Regions from separate parts of the Rattus norvegicus genome. Here region 1 is linked to region 2. A link is a contact called in public Hi-C data. All regions are on one chromosome and are shown on one strand. Each heading gives the region's core, a stretch centred on a gene start, on an enhancer-like site or on the middle of the called end of the contact. The rest is flanking DNA. Distances are from core to core; before and after follow the strand shown.

Region 1 (5,253 bases), core at 683-3,182, 360 kb before region 2:
CACAGTATACATCTAACAACTGGCCTTGATCCCCATTCCAAGACACAACCCTATGATCTTGGCCTCATTAACCCCAGCTCAAAAAGACTAGACACTTCTGCTTCCTCCAAGATCAGCTCTGGAAGTATTGATGGTGGATGCTTCTAGCTCAGCAGTTCTCAACCTGTGGGTTATGACCCCTTTGGAGGTTGAATAACCCTTTTGAGGGTCACATATCAGAGGCCCTGAATTCTGATGTGATTTACAACAGTAACAAAATTGGGAGTTAAGACATAGCAATGAAATAATGATGTGGTTGGGGGGTCACCACATGAGGAACTGTATCAGAAAGAGTTGCAGCATTAGGAAGGTTGAGAACCACTGCTCTAGACCAGCATTGTAATCAGACAGACACCCCCACCCCCACCCCGGAGTCTAGAAACTGTTCTCCCAAACTCAGCTGACTCAGCTTTCTAACCATGATTTCCTGGGAGCCTTTCTTTTATAGTTTGAGTTACTCTCCATCTGCATGGTGAAGTCTGGCTTTCACAGTTAGAATCTTCTTGAGAGCAATGTTCTTTTTAAACATTCAATATTATATGTGGTTGTTTCAGCGTGGAAACGGATCTTTCGTTAAAGAAAGACATTGCACGTTTATCCTCCAGGCTCTCCAGCTCCTTCGAAGCCACACGAATAAAAGACCTCCTCATACCATACTTTGGCCCACTGGTCTCACTGTACACCATCCCTGGCTAGGACTGAACTTTAAGGCCAGTTCTTCAGCAGAAGAAAGCCCTCAGTTGGGCATAGTGGTGTATGCCTTTAAAAAAAAAAAAAAAAAAGGAACCTACAGTTGATCAGACTTCTGAAACTTATCCTATGACCTGCTCATACATCTGAGCATGCACACACATACACGAAAATAAAAAATTTAAAATAATTCTTGAAAAATGTAAAAACCAATCTTCAGGATTTTCTCACATCATCCAGCTGGCCAGTTGCACAACCCACTTCACCATTCAGGAGATGGCTCCTTTGAGTCTCTTGGCACATCGGAGGTAGAAGAAATGTAAGCATGTCCGTCAGTTCCACTCCTGTTTTCCTGCGGAAGGATCGGCAGCCATCTTGGGCTCCATTCCCTGCCCCAGCTTTCAGATGCTAATGAACCGGACCTGTCCAGTCTTGGCTGGGCTCCACTGGGTCTGTTCACACTGACACGAAAGGACTGTGCGTGTAGCTTCTTTAGACTTAGGCAATTGACATCTCTTTTTCTAGGCATCTTTCTCCCATTGCCCCAAAGAAACCGGCTCCCAGATGCATAAAACATGGGTGCTGCCTTCACCTAGCTCCCAGTCTGACCCGACTACAATGTGTGGTTGGCTCCCTGATAGCCACAGCTTAGAAAATCAACTCCAGGAAAGCTGTCCCAAAGCCAGTGGCTCTGACCAAGCACCTTCCCAGACAAGGCACATTATGCAAAGCAGCACAAGATAGACAGATTGGCAGGAATTCAGGTAGCTCACAGCATGGAAATTCTTGCCAACGTCTAGGCAGAGAGGAAGTAGTGCGTTAATTAACAGGATATCCGTCAAAGGCGCTCTTCACGGAGGGTTTCATATCAAAGCCAGTCAGTAAACAGGGCCGGGGAGAGTGGGCCCACCAGGCAGGTTCGGGCATTTCTTGTGGAAGAAATGACTCTTCCCTTCCTTTCCAGAGTCACAGGGAGACTCATCCCTCCACTGCCACTGCAAGCTGCTTCCTCTTTACTCTCTCCCTCCCCAACAGGAGATGAGTCTTTGCAGAGCGGTTCTGACAGAGCCCACCGCTGCAGGGGTGCAGTGCGGACCGGCACAGAGCGGGTGCGATTGGTTACAAACGCACACAGACAAGCCATCAGCTGCCCCGGTTTCCTGAGGGTGTATCCCCCATCAGTTCCTCAATCACGTCGTGACGTGACGTGTGGGTTCTCTACGTCATCTTCCTGTGTGTCACTTACCACTCACTCTGGTTTCTCCCACAAGACTGTACGGCGATTTAGGATACGACCCTGCCGTTTTTGTTCTCCCATATTATGGGATTACGCCACAAGTAGAGTGAAACAGCAGTAGACTTCACTCCCAGGATAGACTCCGAGATGCTAGTTCAGGCTGGAGTAAAAATTATCATGAGGCAGAACAGAACACAGAGATACTCCACAAGCCTTTCCCCGCCGTGGGAAAAGAAACAGAAGCATGAGCGGCCCTGGTACTTGGCAAGGAAGCTTAGGGAAAACCATTTGCATCACCTCTGCATTGGAAGAGCTCTGAGAGCCAGAGTGCTGGTGTCAATAGGGAAACTGTCTTTGAAGAATTTCAACACTCTAAGAAATCGGACCGGCACTGGAGACCCAGTAGTTAATAGCACATGCTCTCTCGGAAGACCCTGGCCAAAATGAGTTTACATTGTAACTTTCACGGTATGAGAAACAGAGTCACGACACTGAAAAGCGTTCAGATAGGTTTGAGGCTTGAGCCACTCTGCAGTGGAGTGTTGGTGACATCTATTAAGTTATTACAGCTTTACCACTTGGCCCTGATTACACATTGGGTGCTGCCTGGAATAAATTTGGAGAAATCCTAGGTATAGAGTTGACCACTCGGACTCAGATATTGGTGCTGGACAGTCAGTTGTTCCCAGAATCTTTGACTTGAACCCAGGAGAGATCCATGCCTGCAACTCCTGGGGTGAAAGACCCCCTCCCAGAAAGGAAATTGTACAAGCCCAAGGCCCTCAACTATAGAAGTAAAAAGTAAGTTTTTAGATATGTGGGACAAGCTGACCCATCATTTAGACGAAACAGACCAGAAAAGAAAACAAAATGCAGAAACCAGACTAAATTATGGGCACTGCTCCATGGGCCACCTGGCAGGAAAAAGAAAAAGTCCCTGACCCCCCGGAAGCCCTGACCACCATGTATTTTTTGCTAACTCACTGTTATGATTACAGCCAAAATAAGTAACATACATGTATGCCTCATCTACTCCACCAATCACATCCCTGTAACCATGCATCTGCTTCTGTAAGCCTGCTTCTGCTCCCAAAACACTATAAAAACCCGTCCCTGGTTCTGCTAGGCGCGCCAGTCTTTCAAATTGACTGGGACGCCCACAGATATCTGTGTATCCTGATCAATAAAAATCCTCTTGCAGATTGCAGCCTGTGGACTCGGTCTGGTCATTGGGGCTTGAGGATCTCCCTCCTGAGGGAAGATTCTCTCTGAGAGTCTTACAGGGGTCCTGTGTGTCTTGCGTTTAAACAGAAGCTTTCAAGCCAACAGTAGCCTGAGGATTGCCATCGCAGAAGAGTGTATTTGTTCCCACTTGATGTGACTGCTTGGCATTTTTTGTTAGTTTTCTTACTTAACTTTTATACTCTAGAGCAGAAAGGGGGACACATGTGGTGAGGTACAATGTTTTAGAAGGTTTAAACCAGTTCCCAGAGTATTTTTACTGCATTTTAATGTATTTTAATTTGAGTTTGTCCATTTTAATTGCTAGCTGTTTTTAAACTAAAGAATTAGTTCGTGGGCTGGAGAGGTGGCTCCATGGTTAAGGAAACTTGCTGCTCTCCCCAAGGACTTAGGTTCGATTCCCAGCACCCACATGGCAAGCCACAACCCTGTAATGTAAGTCCAGTTCCAGGGTATCTGATGCCCTCTTCTGACCCCTGTGGGCACTGGGCCCATGAGCGGCACAGACATACATGCAGGCAAAATACTCATACCCAGAAAGTAAACTAATTTTTAAAAAAACACTTAATTTTAAAAAAAGTAGTATGATTTTATTTTACTTAAATGGTATGTCTTTAGATCTCTTCCTTTTATAAATATTAATTTAATAATTAGCTCGAGTAATTTCTCTAAGATATTACATCAGACTGTAGCTGGTGCATTAAAGTCCACCATGCTAAGCAAATATGAAATCTATTGAGTAGCTACACTGTTTTTCCTTCATTACAATCATATCTGTTTTAAGCTTATTTTGAGTTTTACAACAGCCAGAACTCCACAGAGAAACCCTGTCCAGAAAAACAAAAGCAAACAAAAACACAAAACAACAACAACGGCAAACCCTTGGGGCACCTAGATTCTTTTAAAATTTCCCTGTTTAATTTCTCTGGTCACTATGCTTGTTCTTTTAATTTTGCCTTTGTTACAGAAAATCATATCGCCAAGTATAACAGGCAGAGGCTAAGATACAACCCAAACCAAATTTCACACACTATGGAACAAGCCCACAGACAAGAAGATCCTTCTGTGGTTCTCCCCCCACCCCACCCCACACCCACACCCACACCCACACCCACACCCACACCCACACCCCACGCCCCAGTCAGCCCTGGCTGTTGCGAGATCCACCTCTACCTTGCTTCCTCCTATTCGAAATTCTCTCATGCCTCCCTATGCACCTTTTCCTCCTCCCACTGTCTCTCCACCTTCCCTCCCCTCCTCCCCTACTCTTTTTCCTCTCCCCTCCCCCTTATTCCCTTCCTCTTCTCTTCTTCCTCCTCCCCTCTCTTCTCACCTTCTTTATCTTCCCCTCTCCTCCCCCCTTCCCTCCCTTCCCTATCCTTCTCCCTCCATTTCCACTCTTTCCTCTTCTTCTCTCTCCCCTCCCCTTTATCCCCTCCCCCCCCCAGGCCCTGTCTCTTTTCCCCTCTCCCTCCTCCAATTAAAATATGAGCTTCTGGAGAATGTAGGCTGTGTTTGTCTTGAATTACCCATAGAAAGTAGTGCTCAAGTAACATCTGTTGGATCAATTAATTAGATAGTCTACAGCTGATGCTGTTCTCCACTTCTTTCTGAATATGTTGACCCTCAGGGGTCCCCTGGAGCAGAGCGGGCTGAAATCCCCTGCACCTGGCAGAACTCCACAGCAGGGTGCTTTCGGTCCGGTTGCTCTTTTTGCTCAGTCGTGCTGTGGAAGCTCTAGTCACCTTGTCACCTCGCTCAGGGCACCTTTGCCTCCACACCCTCACCCGCCATCCTTAAAAAGATATTAAACAGAGCTATACGTGAAAAAGCCCCAAAGGTGAACATGCTCCCTGTATACTCACACAATACGAGCAACCAAACAGGACTCAGGTCAACAAGCTAAAATATATTTTCAGCTAAAGCAGCAGATTTTAACAGTCTTAGTCATTTCCCCTTTTTTATTTTAGGGCTCTTGGTTGAGGAAGATATAAAGAAATATACAGAAGTCCCAGCACATGGTCCAGGCACACAGAGGGATTTGA
Region 2 (5,466 bases), core at 736-3,235:
AGCCTTTGTTTTCCTCCCACTTTTGGTCTGTACATTTTTCACTAATCTCGGAGATACAGCTCTGCTCTTACTTGGCTTCTGCTGTTGCTAGTAAGACATCATAATTTGGTTATACTGTTTTTGGAGGTAGACACAGACACACGTGCACGTGCGCGCTGTGAGGTTTCCTGGTACCTTAGGTGCCTGGCCGTTTCCTGGCAGTGAGAGTAGCCGAGGGCTCCGGTCAGTGGAGCTTCTTGAGACTGTGAAGAGCCTTTCCTCCTCATACCTCACCGCTGTCTGTGTAACCCCCAGAGGGCTGCAATTCAGGATTTTCATTTCTTAGAAAGATGACTGGATTCTCATACTTTTGCTTGAGATAAAGAAGCTAATGGAAAAGTGGTAGCTAGTTTCAATTTTTGCAGGGTTATTTTATAGGAAGTGTTTCACAGTTAGTAAAAGATTGAAGATATGTTCATTAATAACACTGTGGAAAAAATCCCTGCTCCGAGAAACAGCCTGTCGACGGCTCATGCCTGTGGTAGGTTAGGTGAGAACTCCTGCCTCTTGGTTTACCTGTTTAGAGAACCTGTGGCACCAGTGCAGATTTGATACTGGGAAATAAGGAGACAATCAAAACCTGGTTATTAGATTATGCAAAGTAACTACCTAGTTATTCATTTGACTTCCCCTCCTCGCTCCCTCTGTGTCCCGCACCCCCACCCCACCCCCTTTCTTGTAGAACCAGGATCTCTTTGTGTTGACTTGGCTGCTCTTGGACTCCTGAGCTCAAGCCATTCTCTCCTGTCTCAGCCTCCCAAGTCAGGGGCTGACTGCAAATCCACTCCATTTAGGTATCAGTATGTTTTTGAAACAATTTCTATATTTAGGTATCAGTATGTTTTTGAAACAATTTCTATGAATTCTTCCCAGAGCAAAGATTATGAAGGATAGGAAATGCCTTATATGGCTGGGTTTTCATTAAGTAGGTATCTGGTACATAGTAGGAGCTCATGTGCACAGCGCCTGGTGGGTAAACAGAAGGACACTAACACCTGTGGTGGTGGCCACCATGGTCTGTTCCTAAGCGACCGTTCCGTGTGTTGCTGAGTTTGGTTTGTCAGTTTCTGTTTGCTGTTGGGGGTGCGGGGGAAACTTACTCCCCACAGCCCCTGTAACTCAGAGGTAGTGGTGCCTAGAGATTTAGAAACCATATTTCTAATAATTAAGAAGGTCTATAAGAAAATAACAAAATAGGACAATATTGGGCTTACATAGAAATTTAGATACGTTCTGTAAAATAAGCCAGGAGGTGAAAACTTAAAATCTTGATACTACTTAAAAATAATGAATGATAATCTGTAATGAAAGAAATTGAGCTGGGCCAAAGCAGACGTCAGAATCCGCTCTTTAGGAGAAGACTAAGACTTGAGAAACAGAACACGTGAAGTTAAGATGGCAGGTAACAAACTAGATGCGAGTTCAGATGTCTTTAAAAGTTCTAGATGCTTCATTATGAAACGTTTTAATTCGAAAGCCAGCTTCAGAGAGTACTAGTCGGAGGCCGCTGGCAGAGATAAGTAACTGTGAAAGAACTAGAGGGAGATTCGCACTAGGGTTTGAGCAGTCTCCAAGGCATGGCTCTGCCCGGGCTTTCTCTTAGCAGTGTTGTCCGAGCAGCCCTCTAATCACGTGGTTTTAAGCTGTCCTTTCCTAGCTGCTGCACAACCCACAACTTGGTCACAGCCACCGCCCTGCTGGAGAGCCTGGTCTTGTCCCTCGATGCTTCCCAGCTAGCCTGCACAGATTGCAGCCCCTCCCCTGCTTTCGATGTTTAGCAGATAACTTCTCATCTCTGGCATAAAAACAGAACAGAAATATTTGCAGCTAAGTGTGAGGACATTGAGAAATACATTCTGTTTGTTCGTTCACTTAGCAAACATCTGTGCAGTGTGTACAGTGAGCCAGACACTAAGCCGACTGTGTGGAAGGAAGCCACGCGGCCTCTAACCTCACTTCCTTCAGAGTGTTGAAAAAATGTCACCCATGCAGTACACTTCCTCCACCGGCTAATGAAAACAGCCTGCCTCCGCGCCCTTCCACCGGTCACTCACACCAACATCTTCACCGGCTCCCCACTCAGGTGAAGTGGAGGGCAAGGATTTTTTTTTTTCCCAAATTAAAAATAGTTTCTGCCATACGTTTTTTAGAAACCTATAGACCCACAGATTCACACATAAGACACCGGGAGCTGGAAATATGAAATAAGGCTTAAAGCACAGAAATAAAAGTAAGTACAATCATTACATAATTATGGCGGAAGCCATCATTTTCCTGCCAGGGAAGAGTCCGGTTCGTAGGATGTTTGCCAAACTGCTGCTGGGCAGGTGAAACTAGGATGGGAGGAACGGACGGCAGCCTCTCAGGAGACATTTCTGAGACGTTTATGTGTAACCTTTGCCTAGACTTTGGAGAAGAACAGGTGTGGGGGTGGGGTGGGTTGTGTGTTACTAGTTGTAGGTTACTGATGCATGGAGAGTCATGCTTAGATTTTCTAGGGTGAGGGATCGAGTAGATGAACTCTGTTAGCCCAAGAATGCTTGAAGAGCAGCATATCCTGTCCCTGGGGAGCGGGGCTGCGTTTCCCATGTACAAGATAGAGTACCTGCTCTGGAGCTCTTAGGGAGAGGAGGGGCCATCTACAAGTCATGAACAGATGTGCCAGCAGTCTGTCCCAGCAGTGAAACCAGAGAATAAATGGAAGATCTGAGGGCAAGTCACTGTGTTGATTAAGAGGTAGTAATTGTAAGGTGCCTGTGAAAAACGTTTCATTTGTAGTAGTGGATATATCACATCTAAAAAGATACTTTCTTACGTGTAGCAAATTATTGAAGTTACAGAGCTCAGTGGAGTTTGTGGAGGGATAAGGAAAGCAGGTATTCATGAGTAGGGACATTTCTGGCATCAGTACACGCCCAGGGACGTGTAACATGGATGAGCGTATATGCCTGTCCTGGGGATGCCTGTTCATTCAGAAACCCCTGCAACACAAGCAGCTGGAGATTAGTGAGGGCTGACAGCCCTGGTGAAGGGTGTGCAGTAGGCAGAGGCACACCGCCACTCATCCGCTGCATGGTGGGGAGGCAAGGGGACCTCAGAGCTGTAGCGTAGAGTATGTACATGAGAAGTGCTAACTAGCTGTGGACCAAGGCCCCAAAGAAGGCTGTTGAGGACTAAATCCTTACTTGAGAGAGGACACAGGAGAAAGAAAAACTTCAAAGTGAAAACTAGACATTAAAACAAACACAGCAAAGCAAACAAAAGAGGCCAGAGCAGCAGAGATTCAGGGACCCGGGACAGATCCAATGTGACCCGCAGCTGGGGAGAGCAGCTTAACGTCACCAGGATTTGGAAGAGCCGTCCTGAGGGAGCAGGGGTTGGGATGCAGCAGGAGCCTTTCCTGAGCATTTCAGGAACTCGCTTGCACATACAGAGCAACTCACTGTATCACTTAGCTTCATTCAGCCGAACTAACAGGCTGAGAACCGAGGGCAGAGCTGGCCTGCGCGTGGCGTTCTCTCTAGTTAGATGGGCAAATTGTGTACTTGGAAAGGCCTTGGGGAAGGAGCGTGAAGTCACTGGTAAGTTTTGTTGAAGTATGGGTGCAAAGGCGATCTTAGGAAGCTTGCTGAGGGAGGCTGGTAGTCTTGAAGGGGAGAGCGCACAAAGGGCGGATGGCCTTGACAAGCTTATTGGCCAAGGGGTTGAGCAGTGGATAAATTCAGAGATGGGAAGTTGTTGCTTACAATTAACAAAGTTGTCTGGGTTGCCAGAGAAATTGCAACCTCGCAAAGCAAGAACAACAGGGCAGTGACTTATATACATCATTTATGAAACTCCTGAAACGTGAGGGGGACGACTAACATTACTGAACTTCAAGTGCTCTGAAAGGCAGTCATGGACTGTTCATTCAAAGAGAACTAGGGGGAAGTGTTGGATAAGGGCTCCCACAGTGTTTCTGCCTAGCTATAACTTTAAACTGATCCACGCCTGACACCTAGTGGTGCTGCGCTCACACTGCTCTTCTGGTGCCCGCCCTGTCCCAGGACTGAAGAGGCCCACAGGAGCATTCTTCTGGAGGCAAACCTCAGAAGTGCTGTTTACTGTTAGCATTTTCCAGGGTGACCTTTTGAAGTAGACAGAAGGTACTTACTGAGCATCCATTACATGCCAGGTACCGTTCTGTACACTTGAGATTTCCATGCAGTGTGTTTTCTATAAACCCACAGGTCCACTGTAAACATATGGGATTTGAGTATATAGCTAAGAAGATTCACCATAAACTCAAAGACTTTAATCTGTAAATGAATAGGTCCACTGTAAACTCACGGGATTTGAATATATAGCCAAGCAGATCCACAGGAATGGGTAACTTGTTTATAAACTTAACATGGGGCTGTCATGTGATTTCCACATGTGAGACCTTTCTGGATTTGTCTCATAGCTTTAGGGCTGTGTCAGTTCTTAGTGGTAAGTAGATATTTAAGGATAAAAGGTTGGTTTGTGCTCAGCTTGTACGTGAAACTCCATTGTGCAGAGTACTCCCTCCTGTGGAGACCCAGAGAAGCTTTTTGCCTTCACCTGTGAGTCAATACTAACGTTCCTTTCCTTCAGATGTGCCTGCCAGAGAGTTTACAGCATTTATGAATGAATTGACATCCGAGACTTAACTTTAAAAGCTTTATATGGGTGTGAGTGGGCTGAAATGAAACATGATTTTCATGGTTATTAGTCTCCTAGGGTTTAGTGCTGTCAGTCTCTCTGGTTCTGAGTGTGTGAAACATTCCCATGGCAAAAAAAGTTTGTAAAAATTAAATGTATTTGATTTGAAAAAGCTTAACATGAGTAATTTCAAACATCGTCTACTTTTTAAGTTTTTAAACTGATTTTACTCCATTTCTTGAAGGTCAAGCTGCATAAAGAGAGTACGTGTTTGCTTCTAGTATATGTAATTGTGATTGAAATGTGACAGGTCTCATCTGGGTCCCTGAAGTTGTCCGATCTGCAGATTGGGTGGTAAAACTTGAATGTACTAATTAGCTTTCTGAAAATGACCGCACTTTTTTAGTTAGGGTTTTACTACCTTGAACAGACACCATGACCCAGGCAACTTTTATAAAGGACAACATTTAATTGGGGCTGGCTTACAGGTTCTGAGGGTTAGGCCATTATTGTGAAGGTGGAAGCAGGGCAGCATCCAGTCAGGGATGGTGCAGGAGGAGCTGGAGTTCCATGTCTTGTCTAGAAGATAAAGAGAAGACCTCTCCCATGTGGCTAAGAGGAGGGTCTTAAAACCCACACCCACAGTGACACACTTCCTCCAACAAGGCCACACCTCCTAATAGTGCCACACCCTGGGCCAAGCATACAGAATCCATCACACTTGTTTTGATTAGAATATGGAGAATAGCTTAATTTAATAATTTA

The links. Hi-C and Micro-C count contacts between places; a contact is called where the count stands out from the background.
Region 1: a contact with region 2 is called in a Hi-C map of liver, with 4 times the contacts expected there. The contact joins two enhancer-like sites. A contact is called at or near these places in 11 of 12 Hi-C or Micro-C datasets (the Rat2 cell line, Schwann cells, frontal cortex and 6 more) and 1 of 1 datasets of contacts at active chromatin or transcription factors (oligodendrocytes).

What each region holds. Positions count from the first base shown.
Region 1 is chr17:88,672,305-88,677,557 of GRCr8, reverse strand. All of the region lies in intron 1 of Rps8l1 (ribosomal protein S8 like 1), which reads left to right. Among named protein-coding and RNA genes, the nearest start is that of Thnsl1, 52 kb to the right of the region's middle. Within about 2 kb of position 1,932, at least 31 of the 93 cell types and tissues checked have an H3K27ac peak or open chromatin away from gene starts, as enhancers often do. A contact at or near this core is called in liver, where this site is marked.
Region 2 is chr17:88,311,335-88,316,800 of GRCr8, reverse strand. All of the region lies in intron 3 of Arhgap21 (Rho GTPase activating protein 21), which reads left to right. Among named protein-coding and RNA genes, the nearest start is that of Arhgap21, 66 kb to the left of the region's middle. Within about 2 kb of position 1,985, at least 37 of the 93 cell types and tissues checked have an H3K27ac peak or open chromatin away from gene starts, as enhancers often do. A contact at or near this core is called in liver, where this site is marked.